2 separate regions of the Pan troglodytes genome follow, and region 2 is linked to region 1. A link is a contact called in public HiChIP or PLAC-seq data. All regions are on one chromosome and are shown on one strand. Each heading gives the region's core, a stretch centred on a gene start, on an enhancer-like site or on the middle of the called end of the contact. The rest is flanking DNA. Distances are from core to core; before and after follow the strand shown. Region 1 holds the start of IER5 (immediate early response 5). Region 2 holds the start of ACBD6 (acyl-CoA binding domain containing 6).

What was found. HiChIP or PLAC-seq counts read pairs in DNA pulled down with a chosen protein or histone mark.
Region 2: an H3K4me3 HiChIP or PLAC-seq map of stem cell-derived excitatory neurons shows a contact between it and region 1, with 2.9 times the contacts expected there. The contact joins the promoter of ACBD6 here to the promoter of IER5 in region 1. A contact is called at or near these places in 1 of 7 Hi-C or Micro-C datasets (stem cell-derived neural progenitor cells) and 1 of 1 datasets of contacts at active chromatin or transcription factors (stem cell-derived excitatory neurons).

The regions. Positions count from the first base shown.
Region 1 is chr1:68,044,236-68,050,475 of NHGRI_mPanTro3-v2.0_pri, reverse strand. It overlaps IER5 (immediate early response 5), which reads left to right and starts at 3,197. Exons shown (of 1, transcript XM_016933680.3): 1 at 3,197-5,352. The coding sequence starts at 3,412. The coding sequence ends at 4,395.
Region 2 is chr1:68,618,456-68,624,695 of NHGRI_mPanTro3-v2.0_pri, reverse strand. It overlaps ACBD6 (acyl-CoA binding domain containing 6), which reads right to left and starts at 3,626. Exons shown (of 8, transcript XM_524985.8): 1 at 2,661-3,626. The coding sequence starts at 2,882.

The DNA.
Region 1 (6,240 bases), core at 1,948-4,447:
TGCACCAGTTGTTATGTATTTTCACCATATCCTGGCTACAAATATGAGCTGGGCTCCTGCCTTCAATGAAGGCATAGTCTGGGAGGGACACTGGGCATGACAGGAGAAAGTGATGAGGGCAGTGATGAAGGAGTGTGCTGAGTACAGTGGTGGATGATGGAAAAGCTCAGCTCAGGCGGGTCAGAAAGCCTTCATGGAAGGCAAGAGGCTGACGCTAGCAATAACCTGCCTGGATGGGTGAGTGGGGGCATCCCAGATCATCACTAAAGTTCTTTTGTCTCTCAGTTTCTTCATTCTCTTTTTTTTTTTTTTTTTTTGAGATGGAGTCTCGCTCTGTCACCCAGGCTGGAGTGCAGTGGTGCGACCTCCGCTCACTGTAACCTCTGCCTGCTGAGTTTCAGCAATTCCCCTGCCTCAGCCTCCCAAGTAGCTGGGATTACAGGCACGTGCCACCATGCCCGGCTAATTTTTTGTATTTTTAGTAAAGACGGGGTTTCACCATGCTGGCTGGGCTGGTCTTGAACTCCTAACCTCGTGATCCACCCACCTCGGCCTCCCAAAGTGCTGGGATTACAGGCGTGAGCCACCACGCCCTGCCAGTTTCTTCATTCTTGTTGCCTCCATCTAGTTCAGGTCTTCACAACCCTTTGCCTAAATTTCCACAAGAGCTTTTTATGTGCTCTTCTATGCACCAACTGTTCTAGAATCTATTCTGTGCTTCCCTTACTGAACAACCTTTAGTAAGGTCCCTGTGGTCCTATCTCCTCATCAAGGCACCCACAACCCACTATCATGCAGCCTCGGCCTCTGTTTCTAGCCTTTCCCACTTGCTTTTGGGCATGTACCCAGCACAACTGCAAAGTAAGATGTTCCCTACACTGGACTCTGTTGCTCCTGCTGCTTGGAACTTGTGGATCCTACCTCAGAGGTTTTCAGCACCCTCTTCAGATACAACTTCTTTGGTGAAACTTTCTCCCATCTATGTTCCTTTCTTCTCCCAGCCTCTTCTCCCACCCCAGGGTAGTATGTGGGGTAGTGTGTTCTGAGAACTAGCCTACATTGATAGCTTATTATATGCCAGGTGCTGTTCTATGAGCTTTGCATATGCTACCTTGTTCTACCCTCACAAAAACTCTAAGAGGTAGGCATTATTATTATTATATTTATATTTATTTTATTGTATTTTTTGAGACAGAGTCTCACTCTGTTGCCCAGGCTGGAGTACAATGGTGTGATCTCGGCTCACTGCAACCTCTGCCTCCTGTGTTCAAGCAATTCTCCTGCCTCAGCCTTCCGAGTAGCTGGGATTACAGGCACCTGCCGCCATGCCAGGCTAATTACTGTCTTTTTTTTTTTTAGTAGAGACAGGGTTTCACCATATTAGCCAGGCTGGTCTTGAACTCCTGATCTCAAGTGATCCGCCCACCTTGTCCTTCCAAAGTGATAGGATTACAGGCGTGAGCCACCACACCCGGCTGATTATTTTGTAATAAAAAAGACAGCAGCACAGAGAAGTGAAATAATTTTCCAGAGGCCATGCAGCAAGTGAAAGGTGAAGCTGGGATTCCAACCTAGGAAGCCAGCCTCCTCAGCCTGTGCTCTTAGCCATTGCTTTATAGTGACTAATAACTTGCAAAGAAAAAGAGAAGAGAAAAATTCTTGCGTCATTACTCAATATATGCTATTTGGTTTTGTAATTATTTGTGTCATTATTTTATCTCTTCCTCTACGTGGGCTGAAAATTCCTAGAGGGGAGGAACTCTGGGTCTCAGAGCCTGCTGTCTCAGTTACCATCAGTTGTGGGCACAGGTAATGCTATTGAGCCATCACATCCTCTGGAGATTGTGAATTGGTCATGATCAAGCCCACTCTTCACTGGTATTTTTCCTAAATAAATTCATTGCTTGACCAACCCCGGGGCAGGATCAGGCCCAGGGTTCCACATGGACTCCAAGAAAGCAGTGCTTAGTTTTCTCATTCAGATTGTGGCTGAGAAGTTGTCATTTATCGTCTGTACAATAAAGCAGATGTGTATGTGACTTCCCCCTTTTCAGCAGTGGAGACATTGAAGCGGCCTGAGGTTATTTACCCAGAGTCCTCAGGCAGGTCTGTGGTGGAGCTTCGGTGGAACTAACTGGAAGTGACTCCATGTTTCCAGTCCAGGACCCTGGGCAACCCCGTGGTAATTGTGTCCTGATATACTTATAAGGACCAGTAGATGGACTAAGTTGTTGACTGACCAGAAAATTCTGGAACTCCCTAGCACTATATTTTTACCTTGACACGAAATGAAATTATGACATCATCATGGGAACACAGGACTTCTTTCTTTTTATTTTCAGAACTTGCTCGATTTTTCCAAGGGTGGACTGGGTCAGTCCTTGTAATGGAAAAATGGAAATGAAAAAAAAAAGGAAAAAAAATCATTGTGGAGAACCTGTAACATCTTCCATTTAACTTATTTGATAACTGGGTTTGTTCTAGAATCTAGAGAACAAAGTGAAAGATGCCAGCTTTAGAGGACAACCAATAACTTTGTATCTAGACACGATTCCTTGATAAGAAGCCAAAAACCTAGCCAAAAACTTCTGGAATCCCCCTTTCCTTTGGGGTTAGAACTGACAGCTGCTAAGAGTGTATGTGACTCTAGCGGGGAAAGCGGCTCATCCAAAAATAATGATTGCCAAATACTTTGCAGTAATACTATTTGTTATCCAGGGGTGTCCTCCGCCGCGTATGGCCACCATCTCTATTTTTGCCAGGGTTGAGGGGGGTCGCTTACAGGTGTGGCCGGCCTGGAAACGGTGGCGTGGCTGGTGAGGGCGGAGTCGATCCGGGAAGGATCAGGACTTTATGGCAGAACAGAGTCCACCACCGTGTTCGGAAGAAAGTTCGAATATTTTGTTCGCTTTGGTTCCGGCAAGCCATCGCACAAGCCAGAATCTGTAACTCCAAACGGTAGCGCTCTCGAGCACCGTCCCCAACATTCACTCCCCACGGGCCTGGTCTGCGGCCGCAAGCCGTCGCCCCCTTTAAGAGCCTGCTCCGCGGGACTAACGTTCGAACGGGCCCTGGCGCCCCTCCTCGGGCTCCGATTGGCCGTGCGCGGCGCACGAGGGCGCGCCGGCCAGCCCCGGAACGGTTGGCGGCCCTTCGTGATTGGCGGTCGAGGAGCCTATATAAGACGCGAGGCTGCCGGGCTGCCCTGTTTAGCGACCGGACCCGAAACGGGGAAGTTGTCTTGTGTGGAGAGGTTAGTAGATCTGCGCGCGCGTCACCAGAGTCGTTTCTCTTCGGAGTCTTAGGTGATCGAGGGTGTGCCCAGGGGGCGGACTTGTTTGCGCCTCCCGTTCCCTCCCAATTTCCAAACGTGTCACCCCGGCGCCGACGGCCCTGTGCAGGGGAAGCAGGATGGAGTTCAAGCTGGAGGCTCACCGCATCGTCAGCATCTCTCTGGGCAAGATCTACAACTCGCGGGTCCAGCGCGGCGGCATCAAGCTGCATAAGAACCTCCTGGTCTCGCTGGTGCTGCGCAGCGCCCGCCAAGTCTACCTGAGCGACCCGTGCCCCGGCCTCTACCTGGCCGGTCCCGCTGGGACCCCGGCACCGCCACCGCAGCAGCAGCCCGGGGAGCCGGCGGCCGGGCCACCCGCCGGCTGGGGAGAGCCGCCCCCGCCCGCCGCTCGTGCCTCTTGGCCGGAGACCGAGCCGCAGCCGGAGCGCTCCTCCGTCTCAGACGCGCCGCGGGTAGGGGACGAGGTGCCGGTGGCCACGGTGACTGGAGTCGGGGACGTTTTTCAGGGCGGAGAGGCGGACGCGACGGAAGCTGCTTGGAGCCGCGTGGAGGGGCCGCGCCAGGCGGCAGCCAGAGAAGCCGAGGGTACCGCCGGAGGCTGGGGCGTCTTTCCTGAGGTATCTCGTGCCGCGCGCCGCCCCTGCGGCTGCCCCCTAGGCGGGGAGGACCCGCCGGGTACACCGGCCGCGACCCCCCGCGCTGCCTGCTGCTGCGCGCCGCGACCAGCCGAGGACGAGCCCCCCGCGCCGCCCGCGGTGTGCCCCAGGAAGCGCTGCGCGGCGGGGGTGGGCGGCGGCCCAGCGGGCTGCCCGGCGCCCGGCTCGACCCCGCTCAAGAAGCCCCGCCGGAACTTAGAGCAGCCGCCGAGTGGAGGAGAGGACGACGACGCGGAGGAGATGGAGACCGGGAACGTGGCTAACCTCATCAGCATCTTCGGTTCCAGTTTCTCGGGACTCCTACGGAAAAGCCCCGGGGGCGGCAGGGAGGAAGAGGAGGGAGAGGAGAGCGGTCCGGAAGCCGCCGAGCCCGGGCAGATCTGCTGCGATAAGCCGGTGCTGAGAGACATGAACCCCTGGAGCACAGCCATCGTGGCTTTCTGAGCCCTTGGCCCCCCTGCGGGGAGGAGGTGGAGCAGCGGGCGTCCCCGAAGTGAGGGCCAGGCCCTTCCCGGCTGCGAGGACGCCCAGAGACCGCGGGCGCTGAGCGCGTTGGGCAGACTGGTTGCCTCTGGGCATCGCAAACTGCCCCCGGGCGCATCTGGCTTATCTGGAGACCTGGGAGCTTGAGGCTCATTGGAAGAGGACGATCGTTAACTTTTGTGTTTGTGTATGTCTGTGTATGTAAGTTTGTCTTGTGGCATTAAGACTATTTTGCTCTTCTGGAATGCACCACTCCTTCCCCAGGGTTTAAGAGATTGGGGGCAGACAGGGACTTTCCTCTGCCGGCTGCGTGGAGAAGGAAGCGGCTAAAAGGTTTGGGTCGGGGAGTTCCCCATTCGTTCTCCGGGGAGGGAGGGACTTTACACCCACCCCTCACCGGAAAGCTAGACCCGCTTCAGGGCCAGGAGTGGCGTTTCCGCACAGGATTTCCTAAGACGAGAGGGATTTAGCCAAGAGCACAGACTTGGATTCCTTCTGTCCCTCCCCACCTTTCTCTCCCAATGAAGAAACGTTTATATCCTGTGATTACTCTAGGAAAGGGGCGTATTAACGGTCCTTTGCTTCCCCGCAGGGGAGAAAAAGCTTGACGAACTTCACAGAAGAGTTCAAGCTTGGAAATAATGGAGTTTATAGAGAAAAGATATATTTTTAAAAGCTCTAGGTCAGAAGTACTACACAGTGCTTTTAAAAAGTGTTAAATGAGAGTTTACAGACAGAAGCCCGAAGTGGAAAGACCTTATGGTTTTGTAGATATGGTGACTCCAGTCTTTGTTGTATAAAGGTTGGGGGAGCTGATAAGGTTTTTGTACAGTATTTTCTCCTTCGTTGTATTGATTTTTGTATAAAAATGTAACTTCTACGTGTCTAACACGTATTAAATATTTTGAAGCAACGTAACTGCCTGCTTGTCTGTAATAACCTGCCTGGGTTGGGAGGGAAGTGGGAGGAGGGAAACCAGGGCCTGAGCTAGAAAATTGAAGGTGTGGTTCTTAGTATCAGTCATTCGCAGACTGAGGACATTGTTTACTGACTCCACTAAGTATCAAGAGAGACACGTTTAATTTTTCCTCCTAGATCAGAGGACTGCTATTAGATACTAATATCAGCGACCTGTCAGGTTCTAGAAACCTGCCACTACAACTGCCTTTTCTAAGGTCAGTTTAGACCAATTTGTCACCCAATATGTGGGTGTCTAATACTAACTAATTTAACCAACTTTTGAAGCCCCGCTTATCCACAAAAATGTTTTTCAGCAAAACTTTGTTTCCTGTTAAGCTATTAATACGGGTCATCTTTTAGCTTTGTAACTGAAAAAAAAAAGTTTAGATAGTAGTTTACCTTAAAAGCCCATTCGAACTGACATAGGAAGATGAAAGAGACTGACTTGTCCAAATTGTCAGGTCCACCTCTGCATCACAGTGGATGTCAGGATGTAAATTTTCAGTTTTTCTCTTACATCTAGAAAGTAAATGTATTGCTGAGAGGGAAATTGCTTGCATCAAACCAGATAAGGAAGGAGGGCTAGGCAAATTTAATTCTCATTTAGCAAAACTTCCTGATTTGTTACTTAAATGGTGACATCAGTGTTTGGTCATGGTAGACACTTAGGTGATGATAGCCAAAACATCCATCGATTTTACTAAAATCACTGCCATTAAGAGAGTTTTTTGTCTCTTCATGTTCAATGTTTGAAAGGTATTCAATAATCTATTTCAGAAGCAAATCAATTAGGGAATGGTGTTTATTAAAATACGGTACAGTTGCCAGGACTTTAAAAGATGGTAC
Region 2 (6,240 bases), core at 2,377-4,876, 570 kb before region 1:
TCATATATAAGTAAGCATATTATTCTCTAACAATGCAGAATTTTATTTTCAGATACAGAATATCTCTAAACACCATAAAGTCAAGTTCTTGAAAGGATGAGGGACATCCCTCCTTCATCTTATCTGGATGAAGTGAGTATGCCTGAGACAAAATGGTTCCCAAGTCAATAGGTGACTACAGTTCACTGATGACTTAGAAATATAGTATTTAATAATGACACCAATATCAATAAATAAAGATATGTCCTAGAACGAAAAATAATATTTTCTAGGGAATTTGGGGAAAATCAGTCTCATACTGCCCAGAGAATCATCAGACATATTACAGGTCCTAAAATATGATTCTCAGTAAATATTTGTTAAATAATCAAAAGTTTCACTCTAATGTTATTAGGACAAAGTATAACAAATGACCAAAGAGAAAACAGATATCTACAACTTTTCCAAGAAAGCTAATTCCAAGGCCAATTTGGAGGTAATTTTCATTCAACACTATAATTTATACCATTTGTTCCTACAGCTTTCTCTCTCAGGTCACATTAACTGATATTCATAATAATGACCATCAACCTTCAAAACAAGGTTCATTTTTACTCAGTACATCCAGTTTAAGAACACAGTGGGGCTGGGCATGCGGGATCATGTCTGTAATAACAGTACTTCAGGAGGCGTACGCAGGAGGATCGCTTGAAGCCAGAAGCTTCAAGGCTGCAGTGAGCTATGAGTGTGTAACTGCCCTCCAGCCTGAGCAACGAAACAAGATCCTGTCTCTAAAAAAACTTTTTTAGTTAAAAAAAAACAACAACAAAAAGAACACAGCAGGGCCTCTCCCCCAACTTATTTTTCCTTTAACAAATACAGGGGAAAATATGTAACTATGTCAAGAGGCAAAAAGAAAAAAAGGTTACACATTTTTAATAAAACAAAATAGGCTATTATCCAGAATTTCCTTTCCTCTAGTGTTTCAAAGAGCTGTAATTTTCCTGAACTGTTATTTAACTCTTGTCAGCAATTTTTCAGGTATGTTCAAACCTAGACTCCTCAAGTACTTTAAGTCTCTTAAAGCAAATGTTGGCGGGGCGTGGTGGCTCACACCTGTAATCCCAGCACTTTGGGAGGCCAAGGCAGGCAGATCACCTAAGGTCAGGAGTTCAAGAACAGCCTGGCGAACATGATGAAACCCCGTCTCTTCTAAAAATACAAGAAATTAGTCGGGCATGGCAGCAGGCACCTGTAATCCCAGCTACTCGGGAGGCTGGGACAGGACAATCGCTTGAACCGGGGAGGTAGAGGTTGCAGTGAGCTAAGATCCAGCCACTGCACTCCAGCCTGGGCAACAGGAGCAAAACTCCATCTCAAAAAAAAAAAAAAAAAAAAGTGTCAGCCAGGTGCAGTGGCTCATGCCTGTAATCCCAGCACTTTGGGCAGGTGGATCGCCTGAGCTCAGGAGTTCAAGACCAGCCTGGGAAATGTGGTGAAACCCAGACCCTCTGTAAAAAAAAAAGTGAGTGTCATGATGTTTTTGCTTCTCTGCATTCTCTGTAGGCATTATACCCAAGTGTCTTGCACATAAAAGCTGCTGAACAAATATATGTTGCTTATGATAAAGCAATTATTTTCCTTCTGGTATCAACCAATGTCACCCTGAATTATAAATTAAACGTGTCTATACACCTCCCTATTTCCAGGTAAAGTTCACAGCCTTAGACTGAGTCAGGAGCTACAATCCAGTTCTGACTGATGTATTTGTATGACCCTAGGAAAGGTGCCTACTCTCTATGGCCTTCAGTTTCCTTTACTGTAAAAGAAGGGCATTATTTCCTCTGGTGTTCATAGCTCTAAAATTTTTAGATTGTATCAAACAGAAAGGAAGACATACTCAACGAAAACATACATCAGAGATATTTAGGATTTTATAAAAATCACAATAAAAGTTGTAATACTGCATTTTGCATCGCATCACATTATTATTATTATTATTTGAGGTGGAGTTTCTTCGCTCTTGTTGCCCAGGCTGGAGTGCAATGGCGCACAATCTTCGCTCACCGCAACCTCCGCCTCCTCAGCCTCCCGAGTAGCTGGGATTACAGGCATGCGCCACCACGCCCGGCTAACTTAGTAGAGACGGGGTTTCTCCATGTTGGTCAGGCTGGTCTCCAACTCCCGACCTCAGGTGATCCTCCCGCCTCGGCCTCCCAAAGTGCTGGGATTACAGCCGTGAGCAACCACGCCCAGCCCTGCATCACATTATTACAATCCTATTATCTTTTTGGATCTCTATATAGTTTTATTAACTTTACCGTATTTACTTCCATGTGGCCCTCTGGGAAAGAGTAAATGAATGATATATCTCATTTTATCTTCATTTTGTAAAGGTTCTTGGGCTGGTAAAATGCAAGATCACTGAATAAGTCAGAGAAAAAAACAGAAAAACAATGTCCAGTGTCCAGCTAAATAAACATCACTCCTAGGAAAGCAAACATCTTGTCCACGTTCAGGATGATGCTCATCCCCAGCAGATGGTCAAAAAAAACCAAAACAAAATACACATACACAAGCTTCATTACACCTAGCTATTAACCATACATGCTTGCTATCAGTTGTTGAGGAAGAAGGCTCCGTGTCTTTCTCCCCCATCCACCCTCTCCCTGCTACTTTACCTGTTTGTACCTGGCATACAGGTACAAGAGCTGCTCCCTGCTGGCCACCTGAATCAGGCCTTGCAGGTGCGCGGCAGCCTTCTCAAACAGCTCGGCCAGGCAACTGGTCTCCTCGATCTCAGGGCTATGGGGGAACTCCACCTCCCCGGAGTCGTCCCCTGAGCTCAGCTCTCCACCGCTGTCGCCGGTGATCGCCCCCGCGGGCAGGAATGATGAGGCCATGTCTCCTTGCTCGCTCCGTCCCTCTGTGTCCGGTCTGTCCTCCTTGGATTGGGTGTAAGGCCGGCTTGGAGGCCTGGCCCACCAGTCTGGGTCGCGAGCCTGAGCTCCAGTCGGACCCAAGCTCAGTCGCGGCGTGCTCCCTCACGTGACCCTGCTCCCTGCCCACTTCTACTCCCTGGGCGTGCAGAGCAGGCTCCTCGACCCTCTGCCGCTCTGCCCAGTCGACCCGGTCTCCTCCGGCTTCCCTCCGGCCAAAAGCGCGCTCAAGCTCGCCTCAGGCCCCTCCAACGGAACAAGAGTCGAGGGGCAGTGAGGCCGGGATGCGTGCAAGCGCGGGGCGCGGCTGGCGCTGGGACGTGGGGGCGGGGCGGCGTGCGTGCCAGCGGCGTGCGCTTCTGTGAGGCCTGCTCTGCGCCGGCGGGGAAGCGTGGGCGACGCTACGCTGGACGTCCTTCCCTGCCGGGGGAGAGAAAGTGCCGTCAGCTGTAGGGGCGTCTTTTAATCGTTTCGCTGAAATTAGCAGTCCCGAGCTCCGGAGCCCGCCACCGGGATGGGCCCCCGGGGGTGGGGGAAGGAGGCCGTTTGTGTGGTAGTGTAGCGGTGAGAGCGGAGTCGCGGGAAACGCGGGGCTGAGGACTGAGGTTCCGCCTGCCCCAGACTGTGCGCCCCAAGCGCCCCCAAACAGCCCTGCGCGCGGATCTGTTGCGTGCGCGTTGGGCTCTGTGTTGAATAATGAAAAACTGCGAGATGGGGCTGTCCCGCCTTACTGTGTGACTGATGAGTGGAATCACTGCTCTGCGTGTTTCGCTCTCCACACCTTCGGAGCCCGCACCTCTCCGGGCCGTGAATAATAGGGTTTGGGGAGTGCGGGGCGCGCCTTAGCCCAGTTCTCATCCCGAGCTGTGTCTTTGACACTGTGCTTTGTAGACACTATACAGTGAAACCAGAAGTACGGCACAGTTCGGCCCTAGAGGAATGCACAAAACTATTTTTTTAACTGTAACATTATGAGTGGTTATGTCCTAAATGTTAAACACAACGACGCACTATATATTCATTTAGTATTCAAAACAATGTAATAAGCACTATAAGAAGGGTACAAAGAAAGTGTTGTAAACAGTGGTTATTGACTGGGGTTAGGCTTGCGACGGGTGGACGGACGGCTGGACAGGATGAGGAAGCAATGAGAGAACACAGGAAGGTGAGAAAGCTTGCATCAGGATTCAACAAACATTCCTTAAGTTCCACTGTTAGTCCCTGCTGTCAAGGTGCTCGCAATCCAGTCAAAGGGATGTTTAATGACCAAATTCTTGCAATTAAAAAGTGATTAAGAATAATGTATTGAGGACTTGATCATTACAACATAAGGTAGGTACTCTTATTTTACACATAGGAAATCAGCACAGAGTGGTTAAGTAACTTGTCAAAGGCTGCACAGCTAGCAAATGGAGGAGCAAGGAAAAAGAAGTTAGCTTTCATGTGGGGTAATAATGGATGATGAACCCGACAAGTAGACTGAAGGAGAGAGAACGTGGACTTTTATATCTTTGTTTCTAGAATTTTTATTAAAGTGAGAATTGAATATTATCAACGGCTTTTTTGGCATCTTTGGAGATTATCTGCTTTTCTCCTCTAGTCTTCGAAAGGAATTATATTAACAGTTTCTATTTTAATGAATTATATTAACAAAAATAAATTTGGGATTTAATGAATTATATAATAGCTAACATTGATAAATTAGTATGCATTATTTCAAAACCTCCTAGTTTTGAGCATTACTTCTGTTGTTGGAATAAACCCATTCTGGTCCTGGTTTGGTTTTTTAAAAAAATTTGTAGGTTCAGTTTGCTAATATTTTCATTATCTTTACAGTTCCATTTAAAGATGTCATTAACCTATACTTTTCCTTTTCTATACTTTCTCAATTTTGTATCAAGGTAATAGAATCCTTGTAGAATGCATTTAGAAGTTTTCATCTTTTTCTGTATTCTGGAAGAGTTTACATAACATGGGAAAGAGAGCAACCAGAATTCTTTTACACTGCTGGTGTGAGCATAAATTGGTACAATCACTGTGGAAAAATGTTTGGCATTATCTACTAAAGCTGAACATAAATATACAACAATTCGACTCCTCCCCAGCGGGAATATATACATGGCATTCACCAAAAACATGTAGGAGAACATTCATAGCAGCACTGTGAACTAATTCCTAATTGCTCCAAACTGGAAGCTCCCGAATGTCCATCAACACTAGAATGGAGATAAACTGGTGTGCTTACATGATGGAATACTATTCATCAGTGAGAATGAACTAATTACAATGACACAGAATAACATGAATGAATCTCAAACATAATGTTGAGTATAAGCCTATACTCAAAAAAGTGCATATTACATGTTTCTAGTCATAAAAAATTCAAAATCAGGCAAAACTAATCTGTGGTGTTAGACTCAGGATAGTGGGTAACCTCAGGGTTAGTGATCTGAAGGGTGTATGAAGGGGACTTCTGGAAGTTGGATATGTTGTTTCTTAAGCCGAACATTAGTACACTGATGTGTTCACTTTATGAAAATTCATTTATAATTTATGTACTTTTCTGTATGTATATTTGAATGAAAAATGTATTATAAAACTAACATGTAAGAAAGAAAAAGGAAAGAGTCCTTAACATTGAGAAGCTGGCCTGACACTCACAGCTAGGCCTTGTTATTCTCCTATTGAAGAGAAATAATCTCACGCAGACAAGGTCACTCTGAAATCATGATACAATGATACAAAGCAAACCACTTCATTAAGCTTTTCTAAGCACAGACAAAAAGCTCACTTTACTGACTACAAAATACAACACCTTTTTCTTGGCCCAAACAAATAACTACTACTACTTTAAAATTGCAGCTTTATTCTCATGCTAGCCACTTCTCTATAGATAAGACTGAGGTGCCCAAGATCTCAATCTTGTTACAGTGGGTAGCTAGTCAGGAATGAGCAGGGCAGGAGAGGGCTCCACACCACACACACATATCAGTAATGTCGGGCAACCATCAGGTGATGGTCAAGCGGTTGTTAACTGTCTCACTAAAATAATAATTGATCACAGCTGGCACCAGGGAACAGCAGGCTCCTGATAGAAAACACCTGAAACTAGTGATCAGCAGCTTCCCGATAAGATCTCAGGAGTGGGGCGAGTGGGCTCAAGCATGTGTATGCGGACAGCCCACCCCAAGGGAAGAATCGGGGAGAAGTAATGCAAGACCCCAGAAGTAAGCCAATATATAAAACCCCAAGGCCAGGCACACAGTGGCTCACGCCTGTAATCCCAGCACTTTGCAGGGCTGAGACGGGCGGATCATCTGAG